Regions from separate parts of the Podarcis muralis genome. Here region 2 is linked to region 1. The links are chromatin contacts, called in public Hi-C maps. All regions are on one chromosome and are shown on one strand. Each heading gives the region's core, a stretch centred on a gene start, on an enhancer-like site or on the middle of the called end of the contact. The rest is flanking DNA. Distances are from core to core; before and after follow the strand shown.

Region 1 (7,159 bases), core at 3,022-5,521:
AGCCGGCGTACAGCTTCTGGGTCATGTGGTGAAACAGAGCAGTGCACGGAAACGCCATTTACCTTCCTGCTGGAGCGGTACCTATTTATCTACTAGGCTGGCTGGAGCAGGGACCGAGCAATGGGAGCTCACCCCGTCGCGGGGATTTGAACTGACAACCTTCTGATTGGCAAGCCCTAGGCTCTGTGGTTTAGACCACAGCACCAACCACATCCCTGAGTATGTGCTATAGATGCTGGCAATTTAACCTGGAAAGAAATTGATCATCAAAAGCATAACTCATCAGTTGGGAGTTCACTTTTCTGGATTGCTCAAAAAGCAAATCCTCTTAAAAACCAATACAGAGTATCCCTAAACCAAAAGGGATGAGTTAGTCCACTAGTTATTTTTCTTCTGTATACAGACAAAAAGATGGCAAAAGATGGACTCAGAATGCATTTTAAGGTACTGGAAGAAGAAAATGCTTGCTAAATACAAGTTTGAGACACTGATCCTCAACTGTGAAAATAAAGAAGTTTTGGAGCACCCTTTCTTACTGCATGCATAGACAGGGGATAGGCTGGCATTTTGCTCCATGCTACGCAAGGGCAGAGAGGAGTTTACATCTCCCCAGGGAACTCAGCATCTCCCTATGGAAGATTTTTTTGTGCAGTTATTTCTAAAAATGCTTGAAGCTATTTCCAAAATGCCCTACTCCTGTTTGGCTGAATTTGGTTATTAAAAAAAATACTGTTCTCTCCTACCCTCACATCATCAATGAAGACTGCACCCCCAATGCAGTCTGATCCTTTCACAGTTTTTTGATACAAAACTGGAATTCTGGCATCGAGCAGTTTGCAGAGGTCAGTGTGGAGTCTACTGTTTTGAATGTATTCTGCTCCCTGCACACACACATGTATGCACACTCTCTCGCACACACTCCTATAATCATGCACCAGGCAAGGTTGAAAAAACAAATGTTTCAGCTACATTCTGACAGGACATTAAATTAATGACAGGCTCCAGACCAATATCCATTATAAAGCAGTTGCCGAAAAATATTTTATGATGAGAGCACAACTTCCCATAACCAGTCATGGTTGTCCCATTTACTTCAGAGCTCTTCACACAACATAATATAAAATGCTACCCGTGAAGTAAGGAGCATGAATTAATATGACTTACAAGTTCTAATAACTTACAAGTTCTAAGTCCACATCAATGTAAATAAGGAGCATGGGACAGCAGACAGGGCTGGTTTGCATCAGCTCCAACCCCACATATCCACTTTATCCAGCCCACAGAGGAGGGTGTTGGCAGGATGTGGCAGTGCCACTAATAGGAAGGGGCAAGGCTTCACCATCCTTACACTGGGCCCATTTTTCTCTTGGCAGACAGGCAGATACTGAAGCAAAAGAGGCCTTTTCAAAAATAAGCAACTGAAACATAGGGAAGCCTGAAAAGCACAAAGGCCAGTGCTTCTGATGAGTCATGGACCTGTTTTAAGACACGATTTCTTTAAAATTTGCACACTAATTAATTGCCTATATTAAGAACATTATAGGGCCTTGTATAATGTTCTGAACATTATAGGGCCTTGTACATGTGCTCTGGGGTTTTGGGGGGGAGGGAACTGGAGGATTTTTGCATTTTCAAAAATTTGGAAGCTTCATATGTGCATTAAAATATTACAATGAAGTATGTTGCATGCTCCCATCATTGAAAGAGGGGAGTGTTTCTCCCACTGCAAATGGCAAGTGTGAGGGAGGTTAGGACAGTGGTTGGGGTTAGAGACTTATGATCCCCTTCCATGCCTGTTCCAAAAGAGGCCACCCCCCACCCCAAATATGGGGGAGGGAATCAACGATGCAAGAGTAAACTATGTGACAAACATCACCTCTAGTTTGACTCCTAAGTAAGTAAATTATAACTATTAAGCACAAAAGCATGGTTTCTTTATGCAGCTGCTTCAGGCACAAGTTCAAGTTTCTAGCATTAGAACTAAATGCTTTAAGCCAAGCTGTGTTTGTTTCAAAGCAAATTCACATTTCAATGTTTATGCTATCCCTAGGAATTCTCCACTAAATACACCCTCACACTAGAGAGGAGGGTGTTATCACTCATCACTCTGATTCCTATTTGGGCTGAAGCAATCTGTTCTTTCACTTTCCATAATTGCTAACATGTCTGACTTGGCTATAATTACTGCCACTATTGTTACAACATTTGCTCAGGCTTAGCCGTCTGGCCCCTTCATCAGTAGTTGGACAGGCCTGTTATTAGCCTCTCTCTATTATAATCCACATTAGAAGGAGGTTTGAAACCACTGCTGCTCTCCTCTGCATTCAAGGAGTCACAGTATTCTCAGTAGACACAGAAAGCCAGCTTCAGAGATACTTTCTAAACAGCTGCCTGATTGTGTGTGTGTGTACATACACACACACAAATGTATACATAAACATCAAGAAATACATGCATTAGTCGAGCTCTGAATCCTTTGTAATGGCTATCATCCAACACAGGCTCCCTTTGGGAGTAACTGCCACACAGCTTTTCCTTTTCCTTTTCAGCATTACAAATGCCTTCACATTTCATCCACATCAATACACTCGAGCTCCAATGCACTATATATTCTGCACATGGAGATCAGGTGTGAAAGATGGGTCATTGGATTTGCAAACACTAGAGATAAAGGGAAGGAGTGTGTGTTAGCCCCCCCCCCCCCCCGATCAGTTTCTGAATACAGTATACCATGAATACCTTGGGTTGTATGCAACTCACCCTTGAACGTGCCCACATTAGAGCTTGACTTTCTGGTGTGAAAGTTAGGATGAAATGCATGTATCACATCCCTTGGGCAACGAGAAGCAGGTGTAGGCTAAGCATCTTAGGGTGCACCTCATCTGATATACTATCCCATCTTTCATTCTGCACCTGTTTCTCTTCCTTGCCACTTAAGCAAGACTGCATATTTTCATTTCTCCCTATGTACCAATCCCCATCAGTTTCCATCTCACATAGTGATATTTGGAAGTAACGAGAAATGCCCCCTCCCCTCCTTTTGGCACAGGAGAGCAGTTACTGATGTAAGATTGCAAAGCGTTCTTTGCAAAATATTCTTTTTATTTTTAACCATTTGCCTGGCCCAACTATAAGAAATCACAGTCAATTAAAGTGCATGGCAAGAGCAATACCAGGCCACTGAGGGACAAACCAAGGACAAACATCCGCAAAAGAGCTTTGAAAAAGACCTGAAATGGAGAGGTGAAAGTGACACAGTCACTACTAGGATGCACTGTAAAGTGAGGCTTCCTTCAGCAAGGAGACACTCTCTGTAGCCCAGAGTCACCTTCAAGTCTCACAAGGCTTGTCATTTGACCCCTACCCTGTCAACACACCATGTGAGACACGCCAAGCAGCCCATCTCCTCGGAGCAGGCCCTGCGCCACTTGACACAACTCAAAGCGGCACGGCGTCGTTGAGACCAGCGCCGCCTAATTTTCCAGGGGAAGGTGCGCGCACCATTCTCACCGGGTGCCCAGCAGCTCTCTAAAGGCAGCAAAGCCCCCGGGGGTGGGGGACGCTTCCGCCCCTTCCTTCCACAGTACCGAAGTGCTTCTTCAGTGCCCGGAGCTGCACACAACCTCCCCAGAGGCCACAGGCTCTGGGAAGCCTTGGTCCGGTGCACCTTCCTGCCCCATGGACCTGCGCAGCGACAGAACGGTGAAGCAGTCGTAAACAAATCCGGACTTGCCTCCTTCCCTCGAAGTTATGGGCTGCGCCTGGAAAACCCCCCAGGACAGCTGCGTGCGTGTGCTTTGCACACCTGGAAGGGGGGGCACGGGCGCAAGGCCCACCCCCCCCACCCATGGCAGACGGGGAGCAGCAGCAAGAGGAGGAAGGGGCCGGAGACCCGCCGCGCCCCCCTCGAGACAGCTGTCCCCGCCGCCGCCTCCCTCGCCCCCCTGCCCCCGTCGCCGCCCCCCGCCTGACCTGTAGGCGCTGCAGGTAAGAGGCCGGCACGTAGCCCGTCTCCCCGGAGCCCGCCCGGGTCACCAGCCACCAGTGCTGGTTGCTCCGCTCCAGTAGCAGGAAGGTCTCTCCGGCGCCGAAGGCCAGGGAGCTGGGCTCGGCCGAGCGGAAGCCGTACAGGGCCCGGTACATGGCGGCCGTGAAGGTGGGGTGGGGGGAAACACTACAGGGCAGCGGACCCGAAGGGGACCCTCCGGTCAAGTGCCAGCGCCGCCTTCTCCGCCGGCTCCCGCTGCAAAACACGGCTCCCCAGGCTCCGCCCCCGCCCCGGGCTACGTCACCCTCGCCGGCGATGTCAGCGCGCAGCCACGCCCCCTGCCGGGCTCGCGGGGCTGCGGCGCCACCTGCTGGGCTGCCGCTCTATGTGGGAGGCGGGAAGCGCGGCCGGGGGCGGAAAGAGCAACAGCGCCTCAAGCGGCTGCTGCTGCTGTTGTTATTGGGTCAAGTTGTCGTCCCTCGCCCCGCCTTGGGGGAACGTCTCCGGCGCCCCTCTATACTGTACTAAAATGCTCTCACGCTGCATTTTCCCTTAGTCTTATTCTTATTAGAAATAGTAGAATAAGAATAAGAATTCTATTATTTCTACCCCACCCATCTGGCTGGGGTTTCCCCACCCTGGCTGGGTGGCTTACAGCAAATATAAAACCATAGTGTGGTTTTATATATATTTGTCTGTGCACCCTCATTTTTCACTCATGGGTCTCAAGGTAACTTACAGGGGTTTTTTAAACTGCCAAAAAAGCCCCCCACTCATTAAAAAACGAACATAGGTAGATAGATATTCTATTAAAAGCATACAATCACAACAACAAAAAAGCTCTTACAGGCCTTTCTTTCCTGATGCATCCACAATAACTACACATTGAGGAGAGTAGTTTCACCACCAAATTTCACTGCAGCTAGTCTAACCCAGGCATGGAGGCAGTAGAGAGAAGAGTTTGAACTCTTGTCTGGTTCTTGCTCTGAAGAGAGAGGAAGAAAATCACAAAGTAAAGCTGTCCTATTGCCTTACTGGAGACAAGGGGCGAGAAGGACATGTCTCTTGGCCTAATCACTGGCTGTACTCTGGAGGAGATATTTTAAGGCACTGGATGAATACTGTATACCTGAACAAAATGAAACAGTGGGACACTGTCAAGTTCTTTATGAGGGAACATGGTGCTGAAGGCAGATGCTTATGTGGCTGTGTTAAGGACTAGCATCAACCTGTAATTTTAGGGTGACTCATCAGATTCACAATTGTTTGGGAGACAAGAGATCAGCATTTGCATGAACAGCTGTTGCGAGAAACCAGTTTAACACTACATCGCTGCCTGGATGTACGCAGGTCAGCAGAACTTTCTAAAGCAAGAATTAGAATATTAGCAGGCACCCAAGAGACACAGGTGCATGCTGTCCAATATAAATAGGATGTGCCACCTAATGGAGGAGCATGCAGGAGACAATGCCTGTATTGCGGGAAACAACATGTAAAGAGAAAAGAATAATGCCTAGCATATGGACAGCACTGCAAAGCATGTGGCAAGTTTTCAAAGCTAGTGCAGGAAGGTGAAATCTCAGAGACAGACAGTGAAAGCAGCACAGGAAGACAGTGATGAATCTAAGCACTGGGATGATGTCCTAAGCTGACTTTGGGATCACCGTTAGTGAGAAATACTGGGGCAGTGGAGATCAGTACCCACCCCTACTGCACTCTTTGCTCATATGCTTTTGACCAAAAAATTTTTCCCTTTCAGCTGCAATCTGCTGCCAGTGACACTGGTTAATGTAAAGACATACTGTACATTGAACTGTGTCACCAGCTGCTTATTATGTACAACAAGACTACAGTGGTACTTCGGGTTACATACGCTTCAGGTTACATACGCTTCAGGTTACAGACTCCGCTAACCCAGAAATAGTACCTCAGGTTAAGAACTTTGCTTCAGGATGAGAACAGAAATCGTGCTCTGGCGGCCTGGCAGCAGCAGGAGGCTCCATTAGCTAAAGTGGTGGTTCAGGTTAAGAACAGTTTCAGGTTAAGAACGGACCTCCAGAACAAATTAAGTATTTAACCTGAGGTACCACTGTATCCTGAAACCTGCGGGCAAGTGCAGACGTCTTCTTTTTTTACATTCGAGAGGCATATCAATTTTATGAAATAAATAAGTAAAGGAATTGCAAACAAATTGGAACAATTAGATGTAAATCCACTGTAAAAATACAAAGGTTTTTTTGTTTTGTTTTTACAGTCTGTAGTGGGCCAAGGCTTGTTTGTTTGTTTGTTTGTTGCTGGCTATTATGTTGAAAAAAGCTCCGGAGTGCCAGTTCTCACACACTCCCTTTTGGCTCTGCCTGCACAGTTTTCTAACATCCTGGAAGTGATGCTAGCCAGGCGGAAAGCAGAGATTGCTCCCTTCACTGTTGCCAGGAGTGGGGAGAGGATGAATGAGGACAAGGGAATGAGAGGGGAGGCTGGGTATTGCCTGCAGGCATCTCTAGCGTAAGCAATGTGGTCGCTTTCAAACATTTAAATGTTCAGTCACCTTATACTTGAGAGAAACTGTCACCTTCAAGACGCACCTTTATTAAGGTACTGTACTATGTAAATGCATGCAAAACAGAACTGATTAGACACTTGCCAAGTTTTCTTTATTTTTTAAACAGAACACAGAGTTCTATTCATTTAAAGCATCTAAAATTGGTATGACAATCCCAGTGAAAATGAACCGTACGGAGCACATATCTTCTTTCACTCTCCGCTACCTGACAAGGACAGAGAGAGAGGCACAGTAAGACTGAAAGGCTGATAATGGAAAACAGAGAATAAAAGGAACTGTTTCAAGGAGGCTTGACTATGACAGTCTTTTTCATGAGTTATGGCAGAGGCAAGAAAGCAGAACGATCCAACAGAGCTTGGGAGCTACACAAGTAAAAACACCGGGGGGGGGGGGGGGATTGAGAGTTGTATCTAACAAGGCCCTGGTCACAGTAGAGACATTAAAATTAATTCTAGGACTAACCACAGCCCCAACTGCATGAATGCCCCACGAATACTTTTTTTTTAGACCTGTAAATAAAAGAGGCTTCCATGTATTATTCAAGCCATACCCACATTTAAAGCACATTGCTTCTCCCAAAGAATCATGTGAAGTGTAGTTTGTTAAGG
Region 2 (7,159 bases), core at 1,210-3,709, 250 kb before region 1:
GCTGGCCAGATTGTTCAGAAGCCACATGTAAGCCATTGTCTAGAGTGGTGACATGCGTCTCAGGAATATGATGCAGCACCTGAGCATAAGATGCAGTGCTTCCTCTTCTTGTCAAACTCCATAGCGCTGGCTAAAGAAAAGTTTATTGTCAAAAGCACAATTCATATAACAAGATATATACACGAAGAGTCATATAAAGACATCAGATACATGTGAAAAATTACTTGTATGCAATTTTAAGTTGTTACAGAAACCACCTGATGAAATGTGACCACCACCAAAAAAAATATCCCAGCATTAATACAAAAAGTGACCACCACCCAAAAAAATATCCCAGCATTAATACAAAAAATAACTTCTGATCAGAAAGAGGACACCATGGTATATGCATACATCATATACCTGAATGGAGTTTTCAGTACAGTCATACCTCGGGTTACAGACGCTTCAGGTTACACGTTTTCACATTCACAACCCGATCGTCCACTGTATTACATCACCGGTATCTAACTGACCTAACCAATTCCTTTCTATAAGGGTCCAACACAGCAGAAAATCAATTTTTGTTCAATCAACCTCAATTTTAAATATAAAGAAGCACTACAGAGAGATGGCTTTACAACTTTCCACTGACTGAGCTGAATGTAGCACACTTTTATTGTATTTTGTCTCTAAGATCTGAAACATCCCATCTACAACATTGCAATAAACATTTATAAACAAGTATTTAAAATTTAGCTTTCTGCAAAAACCCAGTTATTTGCCCCGGCAATAAAGGAGAGCCCAAAGCACTCAAAGTCAATGGTCTATAAATAGTCACTATAAAAGGTGCTGCTATTAAAGATATTGCCATTTGGCAGTAGCAGGTAAGTGGTATCTAAATTACAAAACTGAAAATGACAAATTCTCCATCCAGTCCCATTTATTGTTCTAATGTATAAATCTCACTATAACCTACATCTTTCATAAATAGGACTGCCTCAGATTACTGCCCACCAGCTTAGCATGTGCATCCGTCAAAGTGTAATGATGAGCAATTCTATGTCATGCCTCCCTAGCCACTGAAATTGCAAATGGAAGCAGGCATTTCGTAGACCCCAATGCCATCCATCCACAGAGGGGTGCCAAATACATCAACTCCAAAATTACCTGTTCAGGAGGATTTGCAGAAAAAAGCTTTACAATCATTGTACTATTAACTAAAAAGAATGCCTTATGAAATCTTCCTTCCAGTACTGAAAACTACATCTTTTAAAGTGAAAAATGAGGTTTCCCCAAATAAACTTGTGAATTGCTACATTAAATCTTTGCAAATGCACTTGGGGAAATACACAAATGAACACCACAAAGTATATAAATTACCTGTAGCAGAACATTAAACTTAAAGGTATTAAACTTGCCCCAAATACTAAGTCAAAATAATGCTTATCTTTCTACATAGATTGATGACAGAAACAGCTCATTATTTAAATTCAATGTAATCATTTGGGAAACGTCTCTAACAATTAAAGCAACCCCAAATTTCATTAAAAGAACTGAACTCCTAATTCCATTATCCCATGAATCAAATCTGATGTGCGTACATCAGAAGCTTATTTTGCAACACAAAAACAAAAAAGGAGAGATTTTTATAACCGCATAACGGTGGCAAGTTGGCAACTTCTGCCCAATCTCACTTTAGCTTAATGATGAATTTAAGAGCTCTGGGACTACCGCCACAAATGTTTTGGAAAACATGTTTCTTCCTCTTTTTTTGGACTGTGTTCCCACAACGCTACCCAGCAAGATGTGGTCAGTACTACACGCCTAAAATGAACTGGACCGCTTGACTTCAGAAAGAAACCCTGCCCCTTCTTATGAAGTCTTAGAAAGGCTGCTCGGGGCGCAGGAAAAACACTCTGCAGGTGCTCAGAGGCACGTGTTTTTTTTTTTTTTTGCTCCAAAGGACACGGCCAATGTGGGGATATGGGAGGGTAAGTGGCGACGCTGTCAAAATGAGCACCGCCCCAGCAACAGCAACAGCAGCAGCAGCGGGGGGGGGGGGGCGTGAAGGTTGGTAGGGGGGGCTGCAACCCACGATATCTGTAGAATGTCACGATTTGCGCTTCCATCGCCGGCAGCTCTCAGCCACTAGGCCTCGCCCGGCTGGTGAAATGGGCGGCCTGGACGGGCGCCGTGACCTTCGCGGGCGGCTTCCCCACGGGCTCCGCACACACTCCCCGCTTCGTTCGCTCCCCCTCTACCCACCACCGCCGCCCTTTCCTCCTCCTCTTCCACCCCGTCAGCGGCCCACCCGGTCAGGCACTCACCGGAGCGTGAGGACCCCGAAGAAGGGCCCGGCTGGCCACACAACCCGCCGCCCGGCACACAGAGGACGCCGCCATCTTGCCGCCTTAACCCCGGCAGCTCGGCAGGAGGAGAGGGAAGAGCGCATGCGCGGGAGGAGGAAGGGGGGGAATCAGAGATGAGGCAAGACATCCGCATGCGCAGGAGAAAGATGGTAAGGGACTGTTTGTATTAAGAGGGAGTCACCAGAGAGAGATAAGAAAGAGTTAAGAGTCACACACACAGGCTAAACTTACGGTAAAAGATTGAAGGCCGCCGTTGGTCAGGGGCCTCTCCATGGGCGTCGCTCGCTTGCGTCATTTGAGGGAAGAGGCCTATACCTTGCATGGGAAGCCTGAGTGGAGAACTTGTTCCATTTTAGACCGGAAGTGTGTCAAGAGGAGCTAGCAGTGCTTTTGGCGAATCTTCTACCTCTATGAGGGCAGAAGCCCATGCTGTTTCTTTCAAAGTTAGCCCAGAATCTGACCGCCTGCTTGTGTGTTTCCTAAGATTTAATTCTTTTAAACATAAAAAGTCAGAGAAAGGGACGCTGAAGAAAAAAAGAACCCAGCTAATTAAATGGACAGGCCATTGGTAAAATCTTCGCCGTCCCGGGAGAGAGGATTTATAACAAGGGGGTTCCAAATTGGGTCTTTGAACAGGGTGAAATAAAGCCTAATTTCGTCTCTGCTTTTTCTCCTGACAGGGACTCAAAGCGGCTTACTGCTAAAATAAAAGCAGCTAAAAACGGGGAAAGCGATCATTTTAACAAAATCAAACATTAATAGAATCAAACTTCTAAAAATTCATCTATCCTCATTTTAATCTAAACGGAAAAATATTAAAACGATTATTAAAATGCCCCCCATCCACCTGTTGCACAAAAGTTTCTTCAAGGCAGTGGGACCTGCAACATGATGTTTCAGCGTGGAGCATTGATGTTCAGGATTTGGTAGTGGCTGTGTTTAGTGAGATGGAGCTATGAAGCCACCATCCTGACCCTTGTGCTATTCCTGCTTTCCTGGATGGGGCTGGGGGGCAGGGCAATGGTGAGGTTGGGGCAATATGGCTCTTCTGCCGGTTTAACCACTGCTACCTTGCCCCAGGCCTGTTAAAAAAAAGTGTCCATCCCAACATATGCGCTGCCCTCTCAGTGTTTTATGCCCTCTACCAGGGTATTCCATTCCATTCCCTCTGGCCCCTCTCCTGATTTTCCGTTCTCTCCCACAACAGCCAGGCCACATTCTGTGGTTGCTGAGCACTTTGGGTCCTCTTTGGGCTGCTTATTGTTACAGAAGTCTGGAAACCTCTTTTTACTATGTGAGCAGGGTTATTTGGAGACAAGAAATCTGTTTTTGTCCATTTTAAACATTTTTCTTATTTATAGCATTTATAGCTTACCTTTTTCTCCAAGGAGCTGAAGGTGGCATATGTGATTCTCCTCTTCCTCATTTAATCCCCACAATAATCTTGTGAGGTAGGTTAGGCTGAGTAGCAGTGACTGGCCCAAGGTCGGCCAGAGAGCTTCATGGCCAAGTGAGGATTTGAACTCTGGCCTCCCAGATCCTTGTCCAACACTCTAACCACCATATCATACTAGCTTGCAAAACTATTTACCAGGGGAGAGCCCCTATTTCCGGTATCCATCATCAGCAAACCCTTGACCTTACAGTACTTTGCCTCTTAGGGCAGTTTTGGAGACACCACTTTGAAAATGGTTGTCATGTGTGCCACTGTGCACTAGAGGCCACTATCTTCCTTTCAGCCACCGCTACAACTGCTTATTGAGATGAGTTGCAACTGCTCTATAATAAGCACAAATAGATTCAGAGTAAGACTAAACATTCTCAAACTTTTTTTTTTTAAAGGAAACAGTGGTGGTTTACGCTTTGCTTCAGAAGCTGTTTCGGTAAAAAAATAAAACAAAAACTGGACAGGCGATTTCTCGGAAAACCTATAGAGTTTACAGTAGACGGGAAATAGCCTTCACCAGTGTTGCAGCAGTTGGGGGTGTGTGTTAGCAAAAACAAAAAAAAAAATCCTTCCAGTAGCACCTTAAAGACCAACTAAGTTAGTTCTTGGTATGAGCTTTCGTGTGCATGCACACTTCTTCAGATAAGTTAGCAAAGTCACTTAAAGCAGATGGAGTCCAGAGAGAAAAGAAATATTGATATCACTTTACTGAGGAAAAAACAGGATAATTGAGAAAGGAACAGAGAGGTTTTGCCTTGCTTTACTTCAGACCTTGTACAGAGCAGGGAGACATTCAGCTAAACATGCAGAGGAAAACTCCCTCAGAACTACTCAACCAATTATGGCACGTAATACCTCATCAAATATCACACCACTGTGCACGGTTACTAAGCAATACCTCCAACTGTCCACCTCTTGGCTAGTTGACTTTAACACTTACCGTTAGACTGCTCATGGAATGATCTCTGCTGTTGCACTTTGCACAGGGGGTGAAGCTATAGACCCACCCCCTTGACACTGGTGGTGTTGCTGCTTACTTGGACAGGGTAGGATAGGTGCTGGGGAGATCAAGACTGCATGGGTGGCACCAGCAAGAGAGCCAAATTGGTCCCAGTGGGGCACCTCTGTAGCCTGAACCTCACCACCAAGTTAGCATCAGTGTCACTGGTGTCAGGGGGATGGCACTGTGGTCTAAACCACTGAGCCTCTTGGGTATGCCGATCGGAAAGTTGGCTGTTCAAATCCCCATGACGGGGTGAGCTCCCGTTCCTCTGTCTCAGCTTCTGCCAGCCTAGCAGTTTGAAAGCACGCCAGTGCAAGTAGATAAATAGGTACCGCTGTGGTGGGAAGCTAAATGGCGTTTCCGTGCACTCTGGTTTCCGTCACGTTGTTGCGTTGTGCCAGAAGCGGTTTAGTCATGCTGGCCACATGACCCGGAAAGCTGTCTGTGGACAAATGCCAGCTCCCTCAGCCTGCAAGCAAGATGAGCCCCACAACCCCATAGTCGCCTTTGACTGCACTTAACCGTCCAGAGGTCCTTTACCTTTTACCTTTCTTCCCCATCATCAGTGCTGCTACTGCCAATGTGTAAAGTGGGATATTAGCATACCTTCCAACACCTCAACAGCAAAATCCTGGGGCACAATCTTCCTTGACACCATCTTCCCGTTTTCTTCTCATGAGAGGATGGCAGCCGTTTTGGACATAATGATCTCGCACAATTTCACACCCTGATTTCTCCCCCCCAAAAGCACTTTTCTCAGGCACGGTGCCCAAAACTGCACGCTTTGGGGTGCTGAGCGAGATCATTGCCCCAGGAAATATCATGGTGAGAAAATGCTCAAGATCACTGCTTCCAAAATGTCAGCCATTCTCTCACGAGAAAAAAACGGGATGTCCTGGTTTTTCTGGGACACTTGCAGGGTATGGGATAGAGGACTCAGACAATGACCCTTGCTGTAAGAACCAGTTTGTAGTGCATGTACGCACACAAGAAACTTGCCTGGCCAGGCCTGAGACACAGCTTAGTGCAGTCACAGTGGCCAAGGGTGATCAGCTACGACTAATCATTGGCAAGGATACCTTGCCCACAGTGTTTCATGTGCTGGTAACCTCGTGTTTGCATTACTGCAATGTGCTCTAAGTGGAGCTGCTTTGCGGCTTGGTTTGGAAGTTTCAGTTATTGCAGAACACTGTGGCTGGGCCAGGGGAGAGGAACCTTTTTCAACCTGAGGGCAAAGGAAGTTTTAGGGTAGCACAACCAATGTGGTTGTACTGGGTGCTGCACTGCAGGAGATGACACAGGAATACAGAGCTCGAGAGGTGGGGTGTGTGTGTGTGAATTTTAGCATAGCAAAGAGCACGAGCCCAAAGTCCACCACTGCTTAGGGCCACATTTCTTCCCGAGCAACCTTCTCATATCTCTGCTGCATCAATGTGTTTTGCTGCTGTCAATGCTTTAAAATGTTATATTATTTTGCATAACTTACATTTTATTATGTGCTTTGTCAGTTATTTTGTGCCCTACTCTGGGATAATTTTTTTTTAAAGAGCAGGTTAGAAATCTTCTAAATAAATAAATTATATTTTAGCCTCCCCACCTCCAACACCACCACTCAATTGAGTAATGAAGCCGAAAATTCCTGGTGAATTAATTATGAAGGCCTTTTATGTATTATTTAGGTTGTATTCAATTTTTTTGTCTCAGCAGTCAAATGTAATGTCATTTGGGCCTTTGGGCTTTGGGTAAAATTCTGAGTCACTGGAGGGGACTTAAATGGAGGTGGGAGGATTCTCAAAGGAACACATCAATCATCCAAATTACAACCATGTAAGGCTTGTTTAAGAAAAGATGGGGGTGAGCTAGTAAAAACAAAGCAGGACAATGTTGAATAAAACCCAGGATTAGATTTATAGCAATTTACCATCCCTGATTTATCTGAAAATAAGTTATCTTCTGGCAGCTTTGAGGCCGAAATCCAAAGGTCGCTTGCCAGAATGTATAGAGATTATTATTATTTCTGCATTAGCAACTGCTAACCCTGAAACATTAAAAGTACAGTTACATTGTTTATCTGCAATCCCATATAGCTACTTGCATAGGAGGAAGTCATATTGAACTAAATCAGGCTCTCTTCTGCATAGCAGAAGCATGGAGCCTTTTTTAGCCTGAGGTCCACATTCCCTTGTTGGCAACCTGCTTGGGGCCACTTGTAAGTTGTGGGCGGGGCAAGAAGCAAAAGTGGGCGGAGCAATGGGTGTGAACGTTACCATTGTCCAGTCGGCTAGTTTTTACTTGCCTGTTCTGTGTACACCTTTGCATGCCCCTCTCTGTCTTCCATCCAGGGCAACCAAGGGTTAT

The links. Hi-C and Micro-C count contacts between places; a contact is called where the count stands out from the background.
Region 2: a contact with region 1 is called in a Hi-C map of tail, with 2.9 times the contacts expected there. The contact joins the promoter of UQCRC1 here to the promoter of NCKIPSD in region 1. A contact is called at or near these places in 2 of 3 Hi-C or Micro-C datasets (blood and tail).

What each region holds. Positions count from the first base shown.
Region 1 is chr2:82,978,348-82,985,506 of rPodMur119.hap1.1, reverse strand. NCKIPSD (NCK interacting protein with SH3 domain) reads right to left here and starts at 4,271. Exons shown (of 13, transcript XM_028719155.2): 1 at 3,973-4,271. The coding sequence starts at 4,143.
Region 2 is chr2:83,223,543-83,230,701 of rPodMur119.hap1.1, reverse strand. It overlaps UQCRC1 (ubiquinol-cytochrome c reductase core protein 1), which reads right to left and starts at 2,459. Exons shown (of 13, transcript XM_028719159.2): 1 at 2,310-2,459; 2 at 1-130. The coding sequence starts at 2,384.